2 separate regions of the Anas platyrhynchos genome follow, and region 2 is linked to region 1. Evidence: chromatin contacts called from public Hi-C data. All regions are on one chromosome and are shown on one strand. Each heading gives the region's core, a stretch centred on a gene start, on an enhancer-like site or on the middle of the called end of the contact. The rest is flanking DNA. Distances are from core to core; before and after follow the strand shown. Region 1 overlaps EMCN (endomucin). Region 2 holds the start of LOC106019422.

Region 1 (5,509 bases), core at 1,576-4,075:
TCCAGGCATCTGCTACAAATCCATGTTTTCATCCACTCGTAAAAGGAGACACTGGGTAAAAAATGTGTCCAGGTTCCTCACCTCCCAGTTCTGCTCCTGTCCATAAGTGCTGTGAGACCTGAGCATCTTGAGCCGCTGCTCGCAGCACCCGGGGACCTCCTGAGGTCAGGACTGGGGCTGGAGAAAGGGCACGCTACAGGGGCTTTGGCAGCCCTGCAGGATTTGATGTGGGGCAGAGAGGGAGTGTGCAGGAGCTTCCTGACAGCAAGGAGCCAGAATTCACCTATTACAGACCCGAGGCCAAGTTACACTCCAAGAAAACTCATAGGAGATGCTTTGCTGCGCAGCACCAAGATCTTAAGGCAGCATCTCTCTGCTTGCCACCTTTCCTCATGCTCCTTTTGCAGTCATCTGCCACCTCGTCCACCCCAACCCTCAGCATCCACGAGCTTGAGCTCTCTGTGGCTTCGGGGCGGCATGCAGAAGGGCTGGTGCTGCTGCTCCGCAGCGCCTGGCTCCCCCGGCTCTCATTCCTTTGCTGTATTTCAGACATCCTGTTGTCGCCATCGGGGCGAGCCTTGCTGGCAGGCATTTTTTGACACATGCACAATACAATGCGTGTCCGGTCGGAGGTCCGATCTGATAATAAGGAAACTGCACCGGCAAAGAGAAGGGGGTAAAAATCCCTGGGTGGTGTGCCAAAACATACCCCCAGTATTTCGGCTTCCTCGCAGACCGCCTATCTGCCCCTCTGCAGATACCATACACATTTTCCTGTTCTCTGCATTTCCACTCGCCGACTTGTTCAGAAATACAGGGGGGATTCAATTCTTTCCTTGGCATGTCGCAGTTAGGCAGCAACAGGCCGACTGCAAACAGAAGCATCTTGGGTGCCTGCTAAAAGCAGGGATTGCAGCTTACCTACAGGTAACTGGAAATCTCACGGATTTTTCTCACACATGCATGGTTTTGCTGAGTTGTTGTATTTCTGGGCAGTTCGTCATCAGGAATATACCGATTCACATCCATCCCTGCTTATACTAACCCAAATTTTTGATTAACCCAGGTGTTAATTAGCTTTTGTCATCCCCCACGGACACGGGGAGCCCTTCGCAGAGCCCTGCTCAGCCTGTGGGTGTTGCCCATGGCCGGGGCCAGTCCCTGAGGGTCACAGCATCCCATGCAGAGTCACAGAGCTAGCTGAGGTGGCAGCTCCTCAAATAAAACCGATCAAACCCGTGCTTTAACACATTTACAGCCAAAAGCTGTGACGTAGGGTGCTGTATCATTGCATTTACTGCAGTTGATTCAATGAGAGAACAAAACTGCTCCTTTGCAGGTGGGGCAGTGGCAGTAACGCCGCACCAACAGAAAGTTCAGTTTTACAGAGAAACTTAAAGAAATACGTATTTTTTTTTAATTAATTGGTATAACCCTTTGTTGTGATCTGCACTGCGCAACAGAGCTGTGCAAGAAGAGACTGCTTCGACACAGCTCATCGCTGCTGGGAAGCACCAACATGAATTGGGTCTGCCGCGTTCCCAAGGCCGCTTGGATCAGGTCGGTACTCGAAAGCAGAAAGCATCGGAAAAGGTGCAAGTGCTTCAGGAAGTAATAGCCAGGCGGTAGCGCTGCTCCAGCAGATTCCCAACCAGCCAGGGGCGAGGGGAGCGGTACCTGGCTGACGATCCACGGCCAGCCCCTCCTTCGTGGCCTCCTCCTTGTGACCAAGCTCCTTTATGGCTGCCACCCCTCACTTTTGGGGTGTGTGGGGAGTCACTTCAGCCCTTTGGTTGTAGGTTGGTGTTAGAAAGACTTTCGTTTCCCCGTGATCCCGCTGTTTGGCCGGGAGGCCCTGGGCTGAGTCACGAAGCCACCTGCTGCAAAACAACAGGAAGAGCCACAAAATCCTTCAAGAATAACAATGGCTGGGAGGTGTCTTTATCCAGGGTGGATTGCTGGCTCCCAACAACATTTGCAAGTGTGTTGGAAATACACTTCGCTCAGGCCGTATTTTTCATCTGATGTTCTCTCCTAGAATGGATTTTTCTCCCCCAAAATCTTTCAAGCACTGAGTCACAGTAGGGCTGATGGAAGGCTATTTGTCAAGCTGACTGGTTTGTGAGTTTTGCTACTTTTTGTTAGAAGATTTATTTGATGGAGGATTTTTTGATCATCTTCGGAGCTGCCCATATATATTCTTTCAGTGTATGTTTTGGAGAGTAAATAGCAGGACTTGCTAAGGAATTGAACAGAAAATAAAGTTTTCTGTTGTTCTGTGAGGCCGGATCTGCTCTCGTGTCAAGCCTACAGGGCAGATCCAGACCCTTCCAGACTGGCCTAGCTCTGCTCCCAGTGCGGTCAATTAAAAACAACAGCAACAACAAAACCCTCCACCAATTTCAGTGAGCAGCATCAGAGAAGATTACTTTGGAAAAATCTGCTCCTACCTATTCCACCCCTCTTTCGGCAACAGCTTAACAGATCTGTCCCTTGAGTGCATAAAGGTTATTCTTCCTAATTTCAGCTGGACTTTCGACATACAAAGTTATAGATGGAAATATTTATAGAATCATGCCCGTGTGAGTAGGAGCCCAGTATTTCTATGTTCTGTGAAGCTCCTGCAGCCCTCTCTGGCCCCATATTGCATTCCCACTGCCTATCACTATGCTGGCCTCGCTCAGAGCGGAAACCGCAGGGAATTGGGGTTATCTTTATTTTCGTTGGGCTTTAGCCCAATTTGTGGGACAGAACGGAACTCGCAGTTGGAAACAATACCACCACCAACAGGAAGCTTCTGTCACATCAGATCTGGGACTGAATTAGGTGTGAACTTGCTGAGCCACTGGCCTGTGACTCTCTCTGTGAGTCAGTACAGGCAGTAGTAGGTGGCAGGTTGGGAAGGATTTGCTTTAACAGGTAGGGTGGATGTGATTTTCTGTGTTCCAGCTGCTCCTCATAGAGGAATCAGCGGTCGCTTACAACATAGGACCTAACTAATGCACATCTGATTGAGTAATAAAAGAGGACCCTGTTGCAAATGGACTTGTCACAGTCATTAACAGAGAAGACACTCGCACTAGCCTGGACTGTTCTCCCTGCTCTTTGCCCCTCCTGTAACGCCACGGAGCTAAGAACTCAGCTGAATGCTTATTTTGTCTTGCTCTCACTGCTGCAAGCCATTTAACATTTTGTTACGCAGGTCTCAACACTTCTGATGTGTCTTCCATTTCCCTGCAAAGAGCACCATGTCTGTTTATTCCTCCCCCCCCACTGTTGCATCTTCATACAATCAAATTTCATTTCTCCCTTTTGTACCTGCTCTGTTAACATGTCTGTTTTTCCTCTTTTTTTTTCCAGCAAGCAATTCAGTATATGCTCAGCTGGAGTGGGCTCTGACTGTATGACTACCTGGCAAACCTACACAACTAAGGTCTTACTGGCCAAATTTTTCTCCTGGAGACCATAAAAACGACAAGAGAAATAATTGGCTGGGAGAGAAAAATGAAGATAGTGCTCACACTTCTGTAGCTGATTGACTTTCCTTCTCTGGTTACTGTGGAAAATTACTTCAGATGTGGAAAAGCTGGAGATATTTCCCAGGTAAAGGCCTCCCTCAGCTTAATGCAGTTGTCACCTTTTTTTTTTGCCAAATGCATTTCCTTGGAAGCAGGGAGATCTGCTGACAGCCCCCAGCTCATACGTCCCAAATCCTGTAACATCCTCTGCAGCTCAGGCTGTGAATGGGCAAGGGCAAACTTCTGCAAGCAGTTTCTCATAACACAGGACATCAAAAAAAGCTTGGAGTCCAGTGCCTGCACTTGGAAAAACCTCCACGGAAATAGAAATACATAAATCTGGAAAGGGCTAAAACTCGATGTCAGTGTGCCTCAAAAGCAGGTGTCTAATGTTAGGCTCCTAAATCCTGTTCAGCCACCAAGATTAGTAGCTTGATCTTTGCTACTGGTAATCACCCAGCAAGTTCTGGGAAAGCAGCTTATTTCAGCACCTAAACGTGGGGTTTAGGAACCTAAATTTAGTCTCTCAAGTCTGAAATCTGGGCCTTGCATCCTCAGCTAAGGACAAATAAGGGCACCTGGATCTTAACTTGCAATTTGAGTTTTACTTCCAGGTCAAACACGAAGCTCAGAAAGGGCCTAATTTTCCACCTCCAGTGTCAGGAGACCTCCCTGATCCCACCACGGCTGGCTTTGCTCTGTGGCTGAAGGAGGGGAGGATGGTGGGGCCCGTGGCGAGGTCCTGTGGTGCACCAGAACCGCTCAGGGCTGCAGCCCTGCTTCCCTCCCTCCCACCAGAAAGCCTTCTCAGGTCTTGCTGCATTTCCCCTGTTGCTTCCTTCCTTCCTTCCTTCTCCTTATCTGTCCAGCAGCCACTTGCCCTATCTGCCTTCTCAGCCTCCCGTGAGGCTCTGCAGGCTCTCATGAAGCTTTCACCACCCCATGCCCTGGCATTTTTCCCACCTCCCCGTGCTACCTGCCCTCAGCTGATGGAGAAGCGGACTCCTGGGCTCCTCTCTGCTCTCTGACTGGTAACAGGACGCCCCGTAGGGAACTGGGAGATAAAATAAAAACCAAGCTGTTTGAATGGGTTCTAGAGAGGCTTTGTTTGCCTTGTGAAAGCCCTCCAGAGCACAGAAAGGATCACTCCAGGGTATGGCTGCACTTGAAACCAAAACCTAGGCTAAATCTTTAGCAGAAGCCAAAGCCAAACCAGAAGCACAAATCAAAAACAAATGTGTAACTCTATTCCTAGAAAATCCTCTTTTCAAATAAAATGTAATTACGCTCTTATTTTCTCAAGCCTCGCCTATACACGAAAGCTGTAACCACTTTACTAACCCCCTTTAGAAGCTGATTTTTATTTTAATTAGGACAGCCTTTTTATGTCCTTTTGGGTTGTTCTCAAAACACCTTGCACTGATTTGTCTTAATTCATTCCTTACAGACAGAGCAGCTTTTGTCTCTGGAGTCCTCAGAGCGAACAGACTATGTATTTTTTTTCTGTCCAGATTTATTCTAGTGACTCTATTTGAATAATTTGACAAAGAGTAAGGATCTTTCTGAAATCCTTAACTGAATTTAATGTATTTCTAAAGGAATCCATGTAAGGCACCCTCTGTGGGATTGCAACTGTGGGACAGCGGTGTTGGCTGCTTGTAAGGACCTGGTCCGAAGGGACACTGAAACAGCACGAGGAAGAAGCCTGAGCCAACAACAGCCACCTTATGCAGTGAGAAGAGAAAGGGGGAAAATGCTTTTGTCGTCAGAAAGCAAAGAAGAAAAGGCATGTGTTGTGAGTGTAAACCTTTAACTATCCCTTAAATAAAAGTGCCCGAGTGCAAAGCTGAGAAGCTTTGCAGATCGCTTTTCAAGGGCTTCCCCTTGGAGCTGGTGTATTGCCACGTACACAGGTCTCAGGCCATGAATTCAAACTGGCGACAACTACTTGGTGGGAGATACCTGCAGTAGCTGAGACACAGGGTGAGCTT
Region 2 (5,509 bases), core at 1,003-3,502, 74 kb before region 1:
TCCTGCCCATTGCCCTGCAAGGAAGGCCTTGCTGCTGCACACCTCGGTCCCCCTTGCTACCTCCATCTGAGCTCCATCCAGCAGGGTAACTGAGGTGAAGAGCATTCACAGTTTGGTGTTGTGCTCTAAAGCCATGTGTGAGCACGCACTCAACCACCTTCAAGCTGGCGAACAAGGAGGGGGAATCCAATCTGCCCCATGTTGCCGGTGCCTAGGGGACGCTTTGATTAAATAGACTCGTGCCAGTTATATCAGTTGGGTTATACCCGTTTCTTTTCCTAACAAAGTGAATCGGAAAAACTCCTTGAGGCTAATCAGACAGTGACACTCCGAGGCAGTGCCTGGACTCTGTCTGAGGCGGCGAGGTCAATGTGTTTGCTTTGAACTGGCAATGTGCTAGGGGCATGGCTTATTTTGGTTTCATAGCCTTCATCTACCATTCTTTCAGCAATTGTATGTTTCTTCATTTGGGACAAAGCGTAGCAAACCTTAGGAAAACAAATGAGAAGGGACAAACACAGTGTTCACATACGGGTTTTGGCGCAATCCATTATTATTCTTTCCTTTCTTGTCTCCCTGGGACTCAGTCTAGGCTCCAGGTCTCCTGAACAGTGATGTTGTCCTATTAGCTCCTTCCAGTCACAGCCACCCGTGCTCCTTCCAGCACTCAACACCCACCTTTCAACTGAAATGGGGCATTTAAGTGCTTCCAGCCCTAACCACACTGACACAGCAAGGAGGAAAAGAGAAACCACATGATTAGCAAAACCTTTCACGTGAAAAAGAAATGTGGGGAAAAATGTGTTTTCCTGAACGTGGCTGGCTCCACGTTTTCAATCAAAATGCTCATTTGTACAAGATGGAAGTCGTTCTTCAAAACTTGTTTGCTGTAGATGAAAGGGGAAATAGAAACACCACCAGTCCCTCGTCCTTTCCTTGCCAAAGCCATGGCAAAGAGAAGTGATGTGCTGGTAGGAGGCAGCTACTACAGCTACTACAGCCATCACTGGCTGCTGCATCGACAACCCAATTTACTTTTTCCTTGTGCTGAAGGCTGATTTTTGCAGAGAAGCAGCTCAAGCTCACTGCAGGCATGAGAACCACGACCACATCGGGCTTATAGCACAAGCATGCCCCTCACTGATAACGTGCCATTAATTAATGTGCAAGTAATAACACCTTCCCATGTGTCACTGCAGTCACCTGCAATGAAGAACTGCAAGCACCAGGACCTGACTGTGCAGCGAAAAGTGTAATTTCATTGAGCTAGGTCAGGTGTCAGGGTGAATCTACTGCAGATACTCCTTTATGAGCAATGGTAACAGTAACTCAGGAGCTTACTTTTGCCAAAATTTGGGATCTGCAGCTACAGATTCGTTCATTCCCAAGCAGAATGACTCCATGAGGTTGTTGTTGTCGTTGTTTTTCATTTTTAACTTTAAATTCCAATAATTGTAGCCAAAAAAATAGGTAAATGAGTATAAGGATACTGCAGCCTAGGTCCTTCTCCTCAGGGTTTGCTTTAGAAGCAGCTGACCCTACAATATGACTGTTCATGTCCCATTCGCTTCATATACCCTGAAAATGGTATCAAGAGGATGAGGAGCATGAAGATGGGCCTCAGACTGTCGTGTGGCCGTGACCAAGCAAATGAGGTTGGCCCCACGATGGCAGCACAACACCAGAAATGAGAACTTTACCTCAATGCAGACGGATGAAGGGTTTCCTCTTCGGTAAGGGTTTTAGGCTGAGTCATCACTGCCTTCAAAACCACAGCATGGCACTTCCCTTGCTGTAAAATTGGAAAGAAAAGAAAAAAAAAAAAAAAACTTTTAATTTTTTTACTCTTAGGCAACCAGGCAAGGTCAGCCCTTTGCATGAGATGGATCTCATCTACCTTGCCACTCAGTGACGGTTCTTGGCTAGGACTCCGGAGCAGAAAGGTAACAGGCAGGAGGCAGTACCTGGTGTTAAAAGCAGCCGTGTGCTCAGCTGTGAAGGCAAAACATGATTTACCGTCTGGAATTCACTAGGTGGAGTCACTGCAGATGAATAAAGGCACAACTACACAGCTAGAAAATGCCCGCCTTTAGCATGTAAGCCCTTTTCCAGCTTAAAAAAATAAGAATAATCCCATCCCATTGAACTTTGGGGGAGGGCAGGGGTTGTTAATTATATATTTCATATATATTAGATAAATATAAATAATTCCCTGGTTATAGCTCACTGCACCCTTTCTGATTTTCTCACCTGGGGGCGGGCCCGCATCTTATTTCACTCATTCAAAGCCCGACAGGACCCTGTGGAGCCCAAGCAACTGAGTTAACAAGCTGCTCAACATCTGTGGCTCTGAGTAGCATCCTTGCGAAGCACTTGCCTTCTTGTGGGAAAAGCACGAAAAGCAAACATTTTACTTTTAATTTCTTCCTCAACTTTGTGAAATTTAGCTGTTTACCCACCCTGACGCAGTCTGAAGGCGGAAGAGCATCCAGCACAGAGTTGAATGGTAGCAGTTTCAAAGGGTGCTGGCAGAGGATGGTCACCTTTTCCACTATCCCTCTTATCTCAGCCGAGCAGCTGGGCTGCGACCACCATAAATCAGGAGCAAAGCTGGGAGAAGGCGACCACGGGGACCTGCGGCGAGGGAGGCAGCTCTCAGAGCTCCAGCAGCGGGGAGCCATGGGGGACACCGAGCCCCCGGCACGGCGGCGATGGGTGGGAAGGGGCAGCACTGGCTCCCGTGAGGAAAATCCTTCCCTGCAAGGTGGGGAGCCCCCCAGCGTGGTGTGGAGCACCTGGGAGGTAAGCGAGGGGCTCGGGGAGGCAGCGCTGAGTCTGGCAGCATCAGCGCAGCCTCTGCAAAGCCCCCAGGGCTTTGTGCTCATGGGCACGGGGAGCACAACCAAGGGCTTGCAGAAGATTTTGCTTATTTGGCTTTAATGGGTGCTGGAAGCAGCTCTGCATCAAAGATTGCTCCTTTCTCTCCTCACACCTCCTCTTTTGCAGCTGGTGGCTGTGGCTGTGGCCGCCCTGCTGCTGCTGTACATGGCGCTGTGCTACCAGGGCTTCCATTTCCGTGTGGCTCAGGTGTATGCTCGCCTGGGGTACCCCCATGCCCAGCACATCGTGGGGCAGAGGTATCTGCAAGGTAAATCTTCCCTGCCAAAGGATGTTTGTGCACGGGGAACACAAACGTGGCTCTGCACCCTGGCCTTTGGGCATCGTATTTTACGTCCTTGCCCCGACTCTGCTGCTTTGTTTCCCTCTCAGGAGCTGGAGTGGAGAAAAGCGAAGACCTGGCCATGCACTGGTTCAGGTGAGGTGCAAAAAAAAAAACCAATTCCTGACACTGTGCCTGGCTCTTTTCTGGGAAAGTCTGTCGGGGTGAGGGAGGAGGAAAAAGAACTGGTGATATTTTTGTGGGGAGAGGTGTGCTGCACCATGGTGCGTGCCCGGCCCTCCCTGAGTCTCGCCTGGGGTCAAGACACTTCACTCTGCCTTCCCCGTCCTCTCACGCTTATTTTAAGCCAGGGGGAGGCCAAAAAAAATCTTGAGTTTGAGACCACAGGTGCACAGGGGAAATAGTTGAATTAAGTTTTTGTTTTGTATTCTTCTTTATGCCTTCCTTGCCCCCTCTCCTTCTTCAGGCAGGCAGCAGGACAGGGCCACCCTCACTCCTCCTTCAACCTGGCGCTGGGAGCTCTCCGAAACATGACGGCGGCACTGGAGGAAGGGTAACACCAGCTGCTCCTGCCCCTTTCCACTACAGAGGAGGGCCCAGTTCCTCCTGAGATAGGCAGAGTCGGTTGTTCGGTTTTATAAGGTGTATGTAAGACCTCCAAATCATTTCTGCTTCAGTTTAATTAGGCTGGGAGAATCACCAAACCCCAAATATGCACACCCAGATCATAGGGAAAAGCAAAGAGAAAAACAGATCGTTTTCTGAATATTAGAGAGTTGGCATCACAGGTTCTTTCAGATCGAGTAGTCGTGGTCCTCTAATAAAAATCTGGGTAAATAAAAGTCAGATAGGAACCAACCAGACCTTTTTCTAGATTATTTTTTTTAACAAAGATTTCATGTCCTTCAGGGAAGTGGAGAAACTCCTCAGTGTGGCTGCAGCCCACGGGCTCCAAGAAGCTCAGGAGCTTTTGGAGAACATCCTCAAGAGCCGAAACCTGCCCTGAAAGCCTGCACCAATGCCCTTCCAGCTTTGCCTTCGTCTGCACCTTTACCAATAATTAATTGCCAGCTGGTAATCACATCTTGCACCAACTCGTCTGCTCTATGAAGCTGGATCCAGGCGTTGACCTGAGCGTGTAGGTGCAGATGTGCCGTGTGTATTTCGTGTGCTGCAATGAATGATCACAGCTCATCTTTGCCATCATAAATCAGCAGGACACATGTGCGTGGTGTCATTTGTAATAGAAATAACCCTGGCTTCACAGCAAAGATAAATAATGCCCTCACTGCATAGCTGCCTTTCTTTAACAAGCTCGCCATCACCAGTTTGGGGGGAACGTAATTAAATTGAATGGTTGGGAAATAAGAGCCAACGTGCACACATACCAACAGAGACAAGCAACTGCTGATTGACTAAAGCTGGCAGAAGGCTGTGGCAACCTGGTGCAGCACCAATGCTTCCCCTCGTCCACAGGCTCCACGCGAGGCACAGAAGTAGCACTTGCACTGTTATCCCCGCATGGCCTCCCCAGAGAGGCACGTTTTTCCCACCCAGCTTGTTTTCCCACACGCCTTCCCCCAGGTTTTCTTTCAGCACAACCACACGAAGCACAGTGCTGAGGGAGAGAGGAGGATGCTTTGCTGCTGCTACCCGCCCAGTCACAGGCTCCTCAACTCATCCTCATTTGCTGAGGCATGCGATGCCTCGCGCCCCGCAGCTCAGCTCTGCTGGTTTGGCTGTAGAAAATAAGCCAGGAGCTTCCTGGGGTTTTCCCAGCATCAGCAGCTGCTTTGGGAGTGTTTCCCAACATAGGAAAAAAAAAAAGGAAAAAAGGAAAAGAGGGAGGCTGCCTTGCTTTTTGGAGCTACTCCCGCAGGCCCCCAGCCCTGCCGTGCTGTTTCGGGGCCATGCCCTATGCCTGCAGCCCTCTCCTCCTTGATGCTGTCGGTACGGAGGCAATTAGGAGGATTTTCTTTCCCAAAACGCAGCTCTAATTATAATCCAATTCAGCTTATTTGAAGTACATTTGGGTAGTGTCTCCATTATGCAAATATCAATTTATTATCCTCACATTATGTTTTGACTACAGTTGTGTTGCTAATTAGAGGCAATTTGGCTGCTTTAAAAAAAAAAAAAAATCCTTTCCTCTCCATGCACTTTTACTTGCAAACCACACAGAATAGATGTTCAGCACGGCACCGGTGATGAAGACCTGTGGTTAGCAGCTCCGTTTTAATCACTCTAATTGACTTTCAGTACGTTAGAAGCCACTTAAAGTCCAGGTTTTGCTGATTTACTTGGCTTTGGGGCTGGAGGTTGGAAAGA

The links. Hi-C and Micro-C count contacts between places; a contact is called where the count stands out from the background.
Region 2: a contact with region 1 is called in a Hi-C map of F5 follicle, with 1.8 times the contacts expected there. The contact joins the promoter of LOC106019422 here to the enhancer-like site in region 1. A contact is called at or near these places in 2 of 8 Hi-C or Micro-C datasets (F5 follicle and small yellow follicle).

What each region holds. Positions count from the first base shown.
Region 1 is chr4:10,541,362-10,546,870 of IASCAAS_PekinDuck_T2T, reverse strand. All of the region lies in intron 8 of EMCN (endomucin), which reads right to left. Among named protein-coding and RNA genes, the nearest start is that of EMCN, 23 kb to the right of the region's middle. Within about 2 kb of position 2,825, at least 2 of the 8 cell types and tissues checked have an H3K27ac peak or open chromatin away from gene starts, as enhancers often do. A contact at or near this core is called in F5 follicle, where this site is marked.
Region 2 is chr4:10,615,229-10,620,737 of IASCAAS_PekinDuck_T2T, reverse strand. It overlaps LOC106019422, which reads left to right and starts at 2,252. Exons shown (of 5, transcript XM_013106652.5): 1 at 2,252-2,802; 2 at 3,007-3,148; 3 at 3,271-3,316; 4 at 3,648-3,734; 5 at 4,091-5,509. The coding sequence starts at 2,536. The coding sequence ends at 4,187.